3 separate regions of the Anas platyrhynchos genome follow, and regions 1 and 3 are each linked to region 2. A link is a contact called in public Hi-C data. All regions are on one chromosome and are shown on one strand. The core of a region is the stretch at or near the end of the contact, and the rest is flanking DNA. Distances in the headings are between cores, read along the strand shown.

Evidence for each region. A called contact is a pair of places that touch in the nucleus more often than the background predicts.
Region 1: a contact with region 2 is called in a Hi-C map of subcutaneous adipose tissue, with 2.3 times the contacts expected there. The contact joins two enhancer-like sites. A contact is called at or near these places in 2 of 8 Hi-C or Micro-C datasets (skeletal muscle and subcutaneous adipose tissue).
Region 3: a Hi-C map of skeletal muscle shows a contact between it and region 2, with 5 times the contacts expected there. The contact joins the promoter of SGK1 here to the enhancer-like site in region 2. A contact is called at or near these places in 4 of 8 Hi-C or Micro-C datasets (F5 follicle, skeletal muscle and small yellow follicle).

The regions. Positions count from the first base shown.
Region 1 is chr3:61,533,976-61,538,625 of IASCAAS_PekinDuck_T2T, forward strand. No RefSeq gene overlaps it. Among named protein-coding and RNA genes, the nearest start is that of ALDH8A1, 110 kb to the left of the region's middle. Within about 2 kb of position 1,311, at least 3 of the 8 cell types and tissues checked have an H3K27ac peak or open chromatin away from gene starts, as enhancers often do. A contact at or near this core is called in subcutaneous adipose tissue, where this site is marked.
Region 2 is chr3:61,684,800-61,689,507 of IASCAAS_PekinDuck_T2T, forward strand. No RefSeq gene overlaps it. Among named protein-coding and RNA genes, the nearest start is that of SGK1, 140 kb to the right of the region's middle. Within about 2 kb of position 2,937, at least 3 of the 8 cell types and tissues checked have an H3K27ac peak or open chromatin away from gene starts, as enhancers often do. A contact at or near this core is called in subcutaneous adipose tissue, where this site is marked.
Region 3 is chr3:61,823,744-61,828,106 of IASCAAS_PekinDuck_T2T, forward strand. SGK1 (serum/glucocorticoid regulated kinase 1) reads left to right here and starts at 2,038. Exons shown (of 12, transcript XM_038176238.2): 1 at 2,038-2,197; 2 at 3,550-3,625; 3 at 4,060-4,135. The coding sequence starts at 2,164.

The sequences.
Region 1 (4,650 bases), core at 61-2,560, 150 kb before region 2:
TTGAGCTGACTTGCCATTAAAAGTGTAATAGGGAGTACTTGGTTTCTCTGCAAAGGTTGACTTCTCTTCTATTTGTGGGTCAGAAAATTGATTATATATGAGTATAACAAAAATGCATTGTGGAAACTTGCACACTAGCCCTATACCTGCTGTTATTCTTTCATTCTTTGGTCATTCTTTGCTTTACTTAACACAGCATATTTTGGTTATCCTTTCCTACACATAAGGGCACAAAAGTACTGCACTGCGTGTGCTAGTTCCAGTTATAGATACAGTGGAATGACAGAGAGGAGGTGGAAAAGTAACTCTTACTTTAGTTACTTCTGTTCATATGGAGACCATGTGTGGATTAAGAGATTCTTTATATCAAAATCAATGTGTATGATAGGAGCAAAATTTAAAAAATGATGGGAAATTTGAAATCAAGGTAGAACTAGCCTGCTTATAGTCTTTGTTTCATGGAAAGTCAAGACTATCATGAAGCTGACTTCAATGCAGTAAACTTTTTACCCTTTGTATATGAGTTACAGTAAGCCCCACTGCCAAGATGTCTGCTCACCTTTAAGGACCTAAGTTGTCTGACTGACATGGAGTATTTGTGCAGCTGAAGCTGAATGTATTCTTAAGGCTTTGCTAAACCACAGCTGTACTAGGTGATCTGTTCACAGTGTAAGAATGTCGTTTTCTGGCTTAGGACTTAGGCACTCGCCCAGAAGTTGTCTGTCAGGATCCAAGTTCTGCTTAGTTTTATACATGATTGCATTGTGCTTACCTGGGTAGCTCCTGTCCTTTCCTTCTGTTCAATTAGGTGTTTGTTTTGTTTTGTTTTGTTTTGCTTTGCTTTGTTTTTCACAGTTCCATCACAGCTTGCTGCTCCCTTAGTTGGGCAACTACAACTGTTTATGAAACTGTGTGAGAAACCAGATCACTGAAATGACTCAGAAGAAAAGTAACACTCCAGAATAAGGGCTTCTTCATGTCTATGGCATTTTTCCCTGTGAAGCCCACAAAGCTCTTTAAAAGCCACTGATAAAATTACAAAAAATATTCAATTTTTTCTTTAAAAGCTGATTGCATATAGAACTGTTTCTAAGCCTTCATAGAGGACTACACCTACACTGGAGTAAGAAGTATTTGTAATCGTGCTCCAAAGATGACAGCTATCTTGAGGATGAATTTGACACATTCACTTTAAGAGAGAAAGTTTTTGTTCCGTTTCTTCTTATGCTTTAAGAACACCTCTGCAGGCAACCAAGAGAGATGGGCGGTATATTGAAGTTCCGTGGCTTTTCTGGCCTGCATTTCTTTCTTCCAACTATAGAAGGCACTCTTACACCGCTGTCTGAGGTTTGGTGGAGCTATTGTTAGAACTGAACTCCCGGACCAATAATTTTTGAACTGCTGGTTTTGACAGAATAAAACAGTAAATGGTCCTACCCCAGGATATAACACATATAAGAAAACACATTGATCTCTATTTCTGCAAAGATAAATGAAGTTATTTACATGCTGGGGAAAGAAAAAGTCTTTTGGGACATACCATGGTATGTTGTGAGTAGCTATAAACCATATAGTACGTCTTCAACAGATTGGTCTGATAATTTCAGTTTTATACAAGTGTTTCTCAAAGACAAATCCACCTTTCCAAAGCATAACTTGTAAGTATAGGTGTCTCGGAGTAGATTTTTTTATTGTATAATTTTGAGTTCAAATAGGTTCAAATAGGCTGGCTTTTGAACTGTACAAATTACTTACTTGTACTGCTTTGAGTTGTCTGAAAGCATCTGTTTTGATAAGCAAATAAAAAAGCAATGAATAATATATATGCATATGCATGTGTATATTTATGTATGTATATACTGAAATGTAACTTTTCCTTATCCACTGTTATGAAATCAGTAAGAGAAAATAAGTGGGTAGAAATAGTTTTGACTAGTGACACATCTTGTTTTGCTTCAGTGTTATGTGATTTGGAAAGGCAGGTGGAAGACACCTCATGCTCTGCTTCTTGCTCCCCTGGGACACACGCTGAATATCTCTCAAGGACAGGACAGATCCTTTAGCTAGATCACACCACTGGAAAGTGAACTTAGGGGCTGAGTAAAGATCTTTTCTTCTTAAAGCAGAAAGACCATCCATCCTTCCATCCATCCATCCCTTGACGTGAGGCTTTCCCATCACAGAAAACCACCCTCTAGCAGGGAATAGGGTCAAAATTAGTTCCCCAACTTGAGGGGGGAGGAACTGGGTGAAGGTAAGACCATATCTAGTATACCATCCATGTGAAAGAAAAAGCTGAACATCTGTGTGACTTGGCAGAGAGAACAGCTATGAACAGAAAAGCCCACTGGTGGGCTGTATCGTTGAACACCATCAAAAGCTGGCAGATAAGTAATGGAAAATGAATTAAATGTCATTCTGCCTTTCCATAGCTTGTCATTATGTTTTTTTCATCAGAGAGATTAGACAAGTTTAGCATGTTTTGGCACTACTCCACGATTGCTTGATAATTACAGGTACATGCTCAGGTATACTAGTCTTTTCTGGCTTAATTTCCTAATTCTTTAGGAAAATAAGAAGCTAATGTACAGACCTGAATTTTGGAACTTATCAAGTATACACACCCCTTTGGACCATCAAATCTTTTTATATGTATTGTGAGTCTTTGAAAAGAAAGTGACACATAAGGTAATTAACAGTTGAACAAAAGATATTCAAAGGGAAGCTGCTTGTGAAATGAATACAGATCTATCTAAATGAGGAGAGGAACAATATGAGAGAACAAAACAAATGCAATCTACCACAGAAAGCTAGTGTTGTTATTATGCCAATGAGAAACATCACAAAGGACTACTCGTGCGCTACTCTTCTGATAAGATACTGAACTAAATCTAAATGGACCTCATTCCTTCTGCGCTACTGCAGTAGAGAGGCAGTTTTATGGTATAGTGATTTATTTATTTATTTATTTTCACAGTGTTTTAAAGTGCAGAAACAATAAAAAGGGGTATAACCTCTTGTACTGTAACAAAGCTATTGAGTACAACATATAAAGCAAGAAACCCAAACATGTTTATAATTCTTCACCTGAATCCAAGGTCTGGAATTATCACAGAAAAGGCACAGCATCATGAGATTCATAACAGCATTTGCAAAGCTTGGTCACACCAGGTCATGTGAAGTTGTGATCTTGTCACATAGATCAGTGGCTGCTGAGGGCAGGGGAAGCTGCTGGTGTATCAGGATTATAAACTTTCTATTCTACTAAAAAGGTTTTTAAAAGCTTACAGTGAAATCTGAAGAAATATGATGATTGGATCACACGTTTTCCTAAGAATGTAAGAATTTCTGTTTTGTACTTAACTTCAACCTACATTCCAACAGTACTCTGATGATATACTCATTTTCCTCAATTGTTCATAATAAAAACTTTTAACTTGAGATGCTGATTTTTTCATGCATCATATTTTTAATGTTATTCGCAAGACCAGGAATTACATTTTTAAAGGGCACAAATTGTAGCCAAGGACCTCACTGTCAATGCAAAACATGTGAAAACTAAGTGTGTAAGTGCCATTTAGGTTTTTGGAAATATCTGTAGAGGTTGTAAACCATGCAATAATTTCTGGCAGACATCAGATCAGCCTCATTAATTTTTATTTTTATTTGTTACACCTCATCTCACAGTCTAAAGAGTAGGTTAAAAGCAGTGTATGTTCTTTGGATATCTTTATAAATAGGAAAACACGACAAGGCAGTGCAGGAACAGTTATGACTATTGCTGTTGGTATGTGTTGTAAAACTGACTGTGTGAGCTTATTAAAAGAGATATCAACATATGCCTGTTGAACATAAGTTGATGGATCCTGAATTATAGTGTAGTAATGCAGAGGAGGTTGTGGGCCATGGAGAGACACTAGAGTTTTTAAAAAACCTCTGTCCAAAAATATTCTAAGCTTAGTAATAATTTTCTGATATTATATGTTTGTAAGTGAAAAGTGTAATATCTACAAGTGCTACACTCCTATTGCTGTGGATTTCATGAAGCACAGAGCTTTACTGTTCATTAGAGGTCCTGGATTTATCCACCTTTACCTGAATGGGTTGGAGGGGAAAGAGATACTGCTGTGTGGACACAGGCAGGTTGCTTTACTGGTTCAGTATCAGCAACTTGCTCTATGCTCAAACAGCTGTTTTGCTTCTTCCTCCTGTATTGTACATTGTGCATGTTCACATCACATGATGTTGCTGGCCTGTTTTTCTTGCTGCATGATACTGAAGTAAATGCCTAAAAATTACTTCATTTATGGCCTGCACACTGTTAGATAGAGAAGATAAAAATCTTTACCCAGCCAAAAGGTACAAGAGAAGAAGGAAAAAGGAGATTTATAATTCCTTTCCAGTTCTGTCTGCATCCCCTTGCTCAGAAATAATCATGTGTGCCCAGTTTCTCATTTATACTAAGATCCCTTTGGTAGAATTTCCCTGGGGATCAGGCTTTCTTCAGCACCCCCTGTCCTGGTATTCACCCAAGGACATCACAGAAGAGCTAGGATGGAGTAAAAGTGGTCTGAATGCAGCTGGGAGTCCTTTGTACTGTTCCTTGGAAGCAAAAAGGAGGGAAGTCAAGCTCCCTCCCCTGAAGTGAGG
Region 2 (4,708 bases), core at 1,687-4,186:
ATCCTGGCTTGTATCAGAAACACTGTGACCAGCAGGGCTAGGGAGGTGATCCTCCCCCTGTACTGGGCTCTGGTGAGGCCGCACCTCGAGTACTGTGTTCAGTTTTGGGCCCCTCGCTACAAGAAGGACATCGAGGTGCTTGAGCGGGTCCAAAGAAGGGCGACGAAGCTGGTGAGGGGCCTGGAGAGCAAGTCCTATGAGGAGCGGCTGAAGGAGCTGGGCTTGTTCAGCCTAGAGAAGAGGAGGCTCAGGGGTGACCTTATTGCTCTGTATAAGTACATTAAAGGAGGCTGTAGCGAGGTGGGGGTTGGCCTGTTCTCCCATGTGCCTGGTGACAGGACGAGGGGGAATGGGCTAAAGTTACGCCAGGGGAGTTTTAGGTTAGATGTTAGGAAGAATTTCTTTACTGAAAGGGTTGTTAGGCACTGGAACGGGCTGCCCAGGGAGGTGGTGGAGTCACCATCCCTGGAAGTCTTCAAAAGACGTTTAGATGTAGAGCTTAGGGATATGGTTTAGTGGGGACTGTTAGTGTTAGGTTAGAGGTTGGACTCGATGATCTTGAGGTCTCTTCCAACCTAGAAATTCTGTGATTCTGTGATTCTGTGATTATACAAGGAAATGGAAGGGAAGGGAAGGGAAGGGAAGGGAAGGGAAGGGAAGGGAAGGGAAGGGAAGGGAAGGGAAGGGAAGGGAAGGGAAGGGAAGGGAAGGGAAGGGAAGGGAAGGGAAGGGAAGGGAAGGGAAGGGAAGGGAAGGGAAGGGAAGGGAAGGGAAGGGAAGGGAAGGGAAGGGAAGGGAAGGGAAGCTGCAGTTTCTAAAATCTGTTTGTTTTTCTACATTTTTATTTGACATTGAAAAAAAGCATGTCCCTATTACTTGAAAGTCTTCCAGTCATGGGAACATCAGTTCTGTAACAGGAATTTTGGTCAAAATCACAGTAAATATTTCCTGCTGTGGTCTGCCACATAAAAGTAATAATGCATCCATCAGGCAAACTTACAATAATCTGCAACACACTGTGCTCCATAGTTCTTGGAACAAATAAGGTGTAAGTGTATTTGCAATGCTGAGTTCAAGCCTCTGTTTGCTTCTAATTTTCTAATGAATCTGAGGAATATTTTCCTAGTTCAACTTGGGGATTTTCCATTCATTGATGAAATCTGGGTCATGGCACAAATGTGTTCAGTGGTTGGACTTGTTTTATTGTTTCATGTTATGCTGCCTCCGGGGCTCACCTGTACTAACCTCAGCCATGACTAGGAATTAAGTTCAAAAAACACATGGAGGGGAGACAGAGTTCAGCTGTCTCACTTCTTCACAGGAAAGTGAAGAAATGTTTCCTACCCAGTCCAGAAATTCTCCTCCTTTTTCAGGAAAGGGAGAGAGAGAATGAGTTGTACTGTTCCCCAGAACAGGAGTGCCCATCCAGTTTGTTGGTTTTGTTTGTTTGTATGTGTCAGCACCCTCACTTATTACAGGCAACTTCTTTATACACAGCAGCTCCCTTCTCTCCTGACGAGATATCACCTGATGAGTATATTATTGAGTCCCCTACCTCTCTTTTATGTTTTTTGTCCACTATGTTTCCTAGCTTTTATTGCTCAAGGAGCATGAGTAAAGATAATGCCCTCCTTTTGACTTGGAAAAATTGAATTGTCCCGTGGTGAATGCAAAAGTTGCAACACTGCAGAGGTTACTTACCCTTCTGGCATCCGGTGGGGCCAAGACAGCATGGCAGGGGCTGAGCGGAGGTAAAGGGAAAAAAAGGGGGGGAAACATGGAAGGTTTATGCTACCAAAACACCTGTTCACATTGAGGACATCTAGCCACCACAGACAGCTGTAATTCTATTCCTTCATTGGCATTACGCCATTTAAATTTAGCTGCATGTTTTCCTGAGTAAGAGAGTTCCCTGTTCATAATGTTCATAAATGCATCTTGTGAATTTTTTGGTAAAATTAAATGATAGGAAGTATGCTTTAGCTTTCAGCTGACATAAAGGCTGCCATTGCCAGTAAACACAAAGTCTGATTCATGGTCATTCACAAGCAGAAACAAGGCAAATTAAGAGCATACAGTTGCAAACAAGAGGATTGGTATCTCATTCCATACGATTAGCTTTTTTCTCTGTTGCCTGTACATCCTCAGAGTTTATGGTCCAAAAGATAATTAAATGCTTACGATGCAGCCTGGTCATTAGAACTGTGTTTAAGATGTAATTTTGCTAGTTATACACAGCTCTGCTGTACATAACCTCTAAGTTGTTTTTGCAGCTCTTCTAGGTAGGTATGTGTTTTCTGACTGCTCATTTGGCCATGCAGTAAATTCAGCTTTTATTGTGATGGTTCATCTGTGGTGTGGATTTTTGGCAGTATGAGAATTACATAAGCGGTTGTTTTTTCCATTGCTGAAACACAAATGGTGTGGCAGCTCTTACCTGCTGAGGCATCTGAGCCAGTTAGGTATACATATCTCATGAGCAGCAGTTCTTAGATAAGTAAAATAAAATAAAATAGTAAAATGAAAAAAGAGTAAGGAAAGAAGTCACTGCTTTTGTGATGACATTTGCTTTGACTGATCATCAGGATTTAAACCCATGACTGTCAGTGTCATAACAGAGATTACTTAAGCAGTGCCATTAGTTAGTGGCAGAAGGAGGGTGTTACACTATAGGAAGACTGACAAGGAACATGTGTATTTTATACACAGATTATTGGGATATCCTGAAAACACACTGACAGTTTCATTAGAGTGTTGTTTTATGTTTATATAATGGCAGTTTTAATGTATCTTGGGGTTGAGGGGAAAAAGGAAGAATGAGGTGTTTCCCTAAGAGGGAATAAGGTTTCTTTTTTCCTCATATGGTGCCGTTGCTAGAGGAAAAGTGTCTGGCAGGAAGTAATCCTGGACAGACTCCGAGGGAAAGTCAGCATTACGCAAGACTTGCAGGGAATGTGGAATTCCCACAAGAGCAGCATCCAGGCGCCCTCCCATACCAATGGCTGACTGTGATCCTCTGGTCTTTATAATGACTCAGGCAAAGACAAGCATGCAGATACTCCAAAAAAAGAACACGAAAGTGCAGAGAGGTATCACCCCTTTTCCCTCAAGCTGGGCTAGTAAGACTTTCTGCAATTGCAGACTGTGGGCATCAAAGAAATATACCGAATCCTGCTGCCAAATGTTGGCACTGTTTATATAAATTCCCTTTAGCAATTGACTTCTAGTGCTGTGGAGTCCCAGGAGATTTTTTTTTACATGGAGATTTATGGCACAAGGAATGGAGATGAAGCAGAAATTGTTTTCTACCTCGGTTATCATTAATGAACAAAGGTACCGTAATGCATCCTCTGATAAAGGCTTTTTTGGCCAGAGCAGGGCTCAAAAGGGAAGCAAAGAATGCGCAGCTGTTAGGTACATTGCTGCTCTGTGCACAGCAGGGATTGAATTGAAGGAAATACACAACCTAGCCAGCCTGTGATAACAGCTTCCACCTAATCCCCAGCCAACCATCCCCAAACTCCAAGCCCTCACTGGGGATTTTGGAAGCAGACTGATAGGTTTGCAGGATCCATCTTACATTTCTGAACATTTCAGGGGGATTCATCTGTTATCCCCCAAGAAGGCTCTTTAGTGGCCTAACGGTCTGTTCCCAAAGAAAAAACAGTGTATGTGTCAGAGAATTGTACCTGCAATAAAGGGTATTAAAACTGGAAACTACAGGCAAATATGTCAATTGAAAGCTCTCAAGAAGAGTTCAGAAACCACAGCAGCTGATGCAAAATGCAGAACAACACAGCTATATAAAGAAGAAAGCTGGCTGATATAATTGCCAGAAAGCCGTTCTTATTGATGGAGTCTGCCAACAACAGGTGATGTAAGAGCTGGCAATGAACGAAGCTGTGGATGTGAATATGGTGTCTGGCAAGATTTCTTGAGAGATGTTTTTGCAGCATAGCAGTTGGAGACTTTCAGAACTCCATTACAAAGAGATACCTGAGGATAAACCTGGGCAGTTTGACTCCTATGGTCAACAGGAAACATCTCCATCATGGTTTGTTCCTGTGTTCTGCACATCTGGGTTGGGCTGGATTGAACATTTCATGTGCAGTGAACCAAGTCACCAGATTCTACCCCTGACCCCTCAGTTTGCCCCATCTCTCTGCCAGTGTCCCACAGCAAGGTAGCAAAAGGTGGCATGATGTAAGGCAGGGAAAACAAAGTGTGCCTGTGCCTCAAGCAATCTCCATGCATGGCCAGTCATGTAAGCACAAATACTCCGTCATCAGTGCTATGAACTGTAGCAGCTGCAGGGTACATCACCTGCTGCGATCCCTGCTGTGACCCGGAGGAGCTGCTCAGAGAGCAGGAGGTATCACATCATGGCTGATGTAGCCTGCCCCGGTGCCACCAGAGCGCCTGTGGACACCATTAACCCAGCTGTGTCACCTGTGGCTAGGGTGAGAGCATTGCACCTTGACTCACTTGTGCTTTAGGCCTCCACCATCCAGAGTCATGTGAACCTCTGCCCTGTGCAGACTTCATCCCTTTCTGTTGCCTGAAATGCTGGGGCTGCAGTTTCTCTGCCAGCTCCCTGCTCAGACCAGCATATCTACATCCGACTGGGAGGGCCTGTTGTCATCCTTTCCCCTCATTGGCATGCCCCATATCTTGCTTGCTGTTTGGCAGCTCTGCTGGCTCTTCTGGC
Region 3 (4,363 bases), core at 788-3,287, 140 kb after region 2:
GGCACTGAAGGACATGCGTAAATCTTGCCCCGCAGCGGACAATGAGTACCAGTACAATGAGAATCAGAGGAAGAGAGCTCACAAATTATGATTACCATGCAGGCTGTGGGAGCCTTTCACCTTCCTGAAGGGCAAGAGGGGAAAGTTTCTGTGCACCCAGCAAGCACTGCCAGGCAGGACTAACACCCGTCCCCTGCAGATGAAGAATCCCCCCAAACAGCAAGTCTTGAGGGAGACAAATTTCCACAGGCCAGCAGCTGCTGAAAGTGTTTCAAACAGCATAGGCCCACGCTGGTAATGTGCCTGTTTGTTGAAGATGAACTGAATCACATCCCTATAGGACCCTAAGGTTACCCATACCTGCCTCATACAGGCAAGCCAGCCCACTCTGCCCTTATGCCTGCATCGCCTAAGGGTCTGTCAGTCTGTGTCTTTCTGCATTTCTCACCTCCCCACAGCAGGACCCTGGTCTGAATGCTGGCACGGTGAGGAGGCTGATGAGAGCCTGCTCACCTGGTGCTACTTTTACGTGGAACCGAGCCATTTGGCAGCGTCACGCTTCATATTACATTACAAAATCCAATCGTCTCTCTCTCTTCTTTTCTTCTTACCAGCAAGCAGCAGGTCCTGGGGCTTTGTGAGTTGGTTAAATTCTGTGAGCACAGACCCAGCACCATGCCACTCAGACAGGTAATATCAGAACGAATGCCTCAGCCCCAGGTCCATGTAGCTCAGCATACGGGGTTCCCAGCACCAGCTAACAGTCCCCTGCTAAGGCTGACAGCAGGAACAGGCAACTGGTCAGTGATTCGCCCCCAAAACACCCCTGGCTTCCGGGCGTTCGTTCGCGGTTGAGGAACATTCTGGGTCAGGCACACTGCCTTTGTACTCCACTGCCCTCAAGTATTCTTTTGTCATTCATTCACCCAGCCATTACCCAACCCACCCACACTTCGGTGTGCGCACATCCTGCAGCGAGCTGTTCCGCAACTGTTCCTACTGCCGGTGTGGAGTCTCCGTTTACTTTTGCATTTTGCATGTCCACCTTTTACTTTATTCATTTGTCTTTGAAAAAGCATAAATTTTTTATTTGGAAATTTTAGAAGCTCGGGACAATTTGTCAGAATTGTAATCTCGGGGCGAAACGTAATGGGAGTGAGAAATATTATTGCAATTATTTTCGCTCTTCTCTTGCCTTTACTTATCAGCGCCTATACAAACTCCCGATGCAAACCCTTGCAGTTTGGCGACCTTTGCACAATGCCCGACCCTTTTCCAGAACAGCCGGCCCTCGAGTAACGGGATGCCTCTTGGCCACCTTTCCTTTGCTTGAGCTCCGTCTTCCGTTCCAACTGCAGCCATCACCGTCAGGAAAAGCTTTAAAACGCGATTTTGGGGGCTTGCTAAGCGCATCCCGGGCTCCTGAGACCCGGCTTTGGCAGCTGACAACCTCCCACCGCACCGAGCCGCCGAGTACCCGGTGCGGAGGCGGACAAGTGCGTGTGTGTAGGGGGGGCGAACCGACGGCCGGACAGACGGACGGACGGCCGGACAGCGGTGTCCCGAGCCGGGCGGCGGCCGGGGGGGCGCCGCCGGGGCGCTGCCGGCGGAAGGCGCTGGGGGCCGTGCCCGGCCCGGCGCTATCCGGCCGGCGGGGAAGCGCTGCCGGCAGCCGCGGCTCGGCGCCCGGGGGCGGGAGCGGACCCGGGGCCGCCTCCTCCGCCCGCCTTGGCTCGGGGCCCGGCCGGGGAAAGGAGGGGAACGGGGATGGGGACGGGGACCGGGGGGGGGGTCCCGGTGCGCGGCGGCTCGCAGCGGGTGCGGGCAGCGCCTCCTGGCGCCGCCGCGGGGCCGGGGCGGGTGTCGGAGGGCAGGGCAGGGCCGGCCCCCCCGCGGCGGGGTGTGCGCGGCTGCCGCTGATGACAGTAATTTTGAGGGCGATGTTGCAACGGGGCAGAGTGTGCGGGGCGGCCCGTGTCCGCGTTTATAACGCTCCCGGAGCGCCCTCGGCACCGCGATCCTAAGCGGGGCAGCGGCAGCGGCGCCCGGCCCCTCCGCCCCCCCCTCCCACCCCCGCCGCCTCCCCCTGCCCCCGGGCCGGGCACTCGGCCGGCCTCAGCCCGCCCCCGGCTGCTGAGCGCAGAGCACGGCCCCGCGGCGGAGATGAGGGGCAAGGAGGAGAAGTCGTCGCTCAAAGGTGACGGGGGGCACCGGGGGACACGGGGGGGAGGAGGGGGCGTGAGGGGCGCCGCGACCCGCGGCAGGTTGTGCGGGGCACCGGGGGCTGTGGCAGAGCCTGGGGTTTCTTTTTTTTTTTCGCCTTTCTTTTCTCTTTTCTCTCTTCAATTTCTGCCTCCGCTGATAGCGGCGGTTTTGGCGACAGGCGCGAGGAAAGCGACAAGTGGGAGCAGGCAGAGCCCCAGCAGCCGCTCCCCTCGCCCCTGCCCTTCCCGGCGCCGCTGCGCCCGCACTGGGGCGCCAGGGATCCCCCCCCCCCCATCTCCCGGAGGGACCCCGACCCCTTTCCCTCCTTCTTCCAGCGCTGTAAGGCGCTTTTGGAGACCTGCGCCCACCTCGCTGGGTGCCCCTGCTGCTGTCACCCCCCGAGGTGCGGCCGGCTGCCAAGGGATGCTGCCCAGCGGCAGGCTGGTGTTGGGCACGGGGGGGCACGGCAGCGGTGCCCCACGCACCGTGATCCCGAGTGGTCGTGGATAGGGAAAGCAAAAGGGAAAGCAATTTCTCCCCTCCTTCCCCTTTTTTTTCTTTTTTCTTTTTTTTTTTTTTTTTTGATGTTTGCACTGGTGCACTTGTCATCTCCCCACCACTTCCAGCAGCAGACCTCTCAGCCCTTTCCTCCCCCCGCCTCCAAGTTCAGCGAACCGGGATTTATTTATTTATTTTCCCTTACGTTTTCCCCTTTTTTGGCATTAAAGAAAAAAAAATTTTTTTTTTTTGGTTCGCTTTTGTGCTTTTGTTTGTTTTCCTTTTCCCTTTCGGTAACGGCCCGGCCGGGATCAGGGCAGCGCACAGAAGGGACATTTGTTTGTTTTAATGCAAACCGGGCAGGAAATCTTGTTCTCCGGAGCGGGGAGCGGGGAGGGGGGGGAATCAGTCTCCCGGGGCCGGCAGCGGGGCGGCGCCGTTCATCCCCCCCCCGACGGCCCCGGAGGCGGCCCCCCGGGGGGGGGGGGACGATCGGCGCCGCCCCTCTCCGGTCCCGCCCCGCTCCGCCGCCACTTAAGCGCTGTCGGGGGCCGCTCCGGGGCAGTGCGGTGCTGGTCGCAGTCGGCTCCTTGTCCCGGCATCTTTTCCCCTTCCAAGCCCAGAGCAATGACAGTGAAGGCAGCCGAGGCGTCGGGTCCCACCTTGACCTACGCCAAGATGAGGGGCATGGTGGCCATCCTCATCGGTGAGGCGGGCAGCGGGGATGCTGCTGGGTGGTGTACTTTTTTTTTTTTTTTTTTAACAAGACAGGCAGATGGCTTCGCGATTTTTTTTTATTTTTTTTTTTTTAAATTTTTTTAACACTCCTGTCCTTTTATTTTTTAGCTTTCATGAAGCAGAGAAGAATGGGGCTGAATGATTTCATTCAGAAGATAGCCACCAACTCCTATGCATGCAAACAGTAAGTATCAGACACTTCGGCCGGGTTTCAGTAATAAATACCATTACGTTTTATGAGACCGAGGAAAAATTGTTTACTCTAATGCCTCTGGCATGACTGTTACTGAAAAGTTAATTGCTCTTCCTGAGGTATTATTACTCACCTTGCACCAGTTCTTCATGAGCTGGGTTTGGGCGAGATGAGTCGGATGGGATTTCTAGAGCCCTGTCCCTGTTTTGATTTGTACTTACGGCACAAAGACATTTCTTTTTATGGCCGATTTTACTTTCTCTAGATGGATTTTATTTCTCAAGCCGAATAGGTTGTTTCAGTTGCTTTCTTTAACAGTCCAAGCCAAAACTGAACTCTCACCAGCGCGGTACTTGCTTGCCCTCTGGCGGAAAGATCTGCCTGACACTTACGGTGACTGATTATGCATGCTTTTCTCCTTACAGCCCTGAAGTTCAGTCTATTCTGAAAATCTCCCAGCCTCAAGAGCCTGAACTTATGAACGCTAATCCTTCTCCTCCGGTAAGCAGATTTAATGCTCTGTGAAGCATTTTTAGAACATCAACTGAGCTGGTAATAGAAGCGTAGCAAAATTAGCATCACGAGTGTAACTTCAGTTTGTAGCACTGATGTAGCTGGGAAAAAGAGTAATTAAGTTAGACTGAAACATTTTCCTAAAGCGGAGAAGAAGATTTTAAAAATAAAGCTTATTAGTTGGAACTTCACTGTGGAATGTAGCTAAGACCTCAA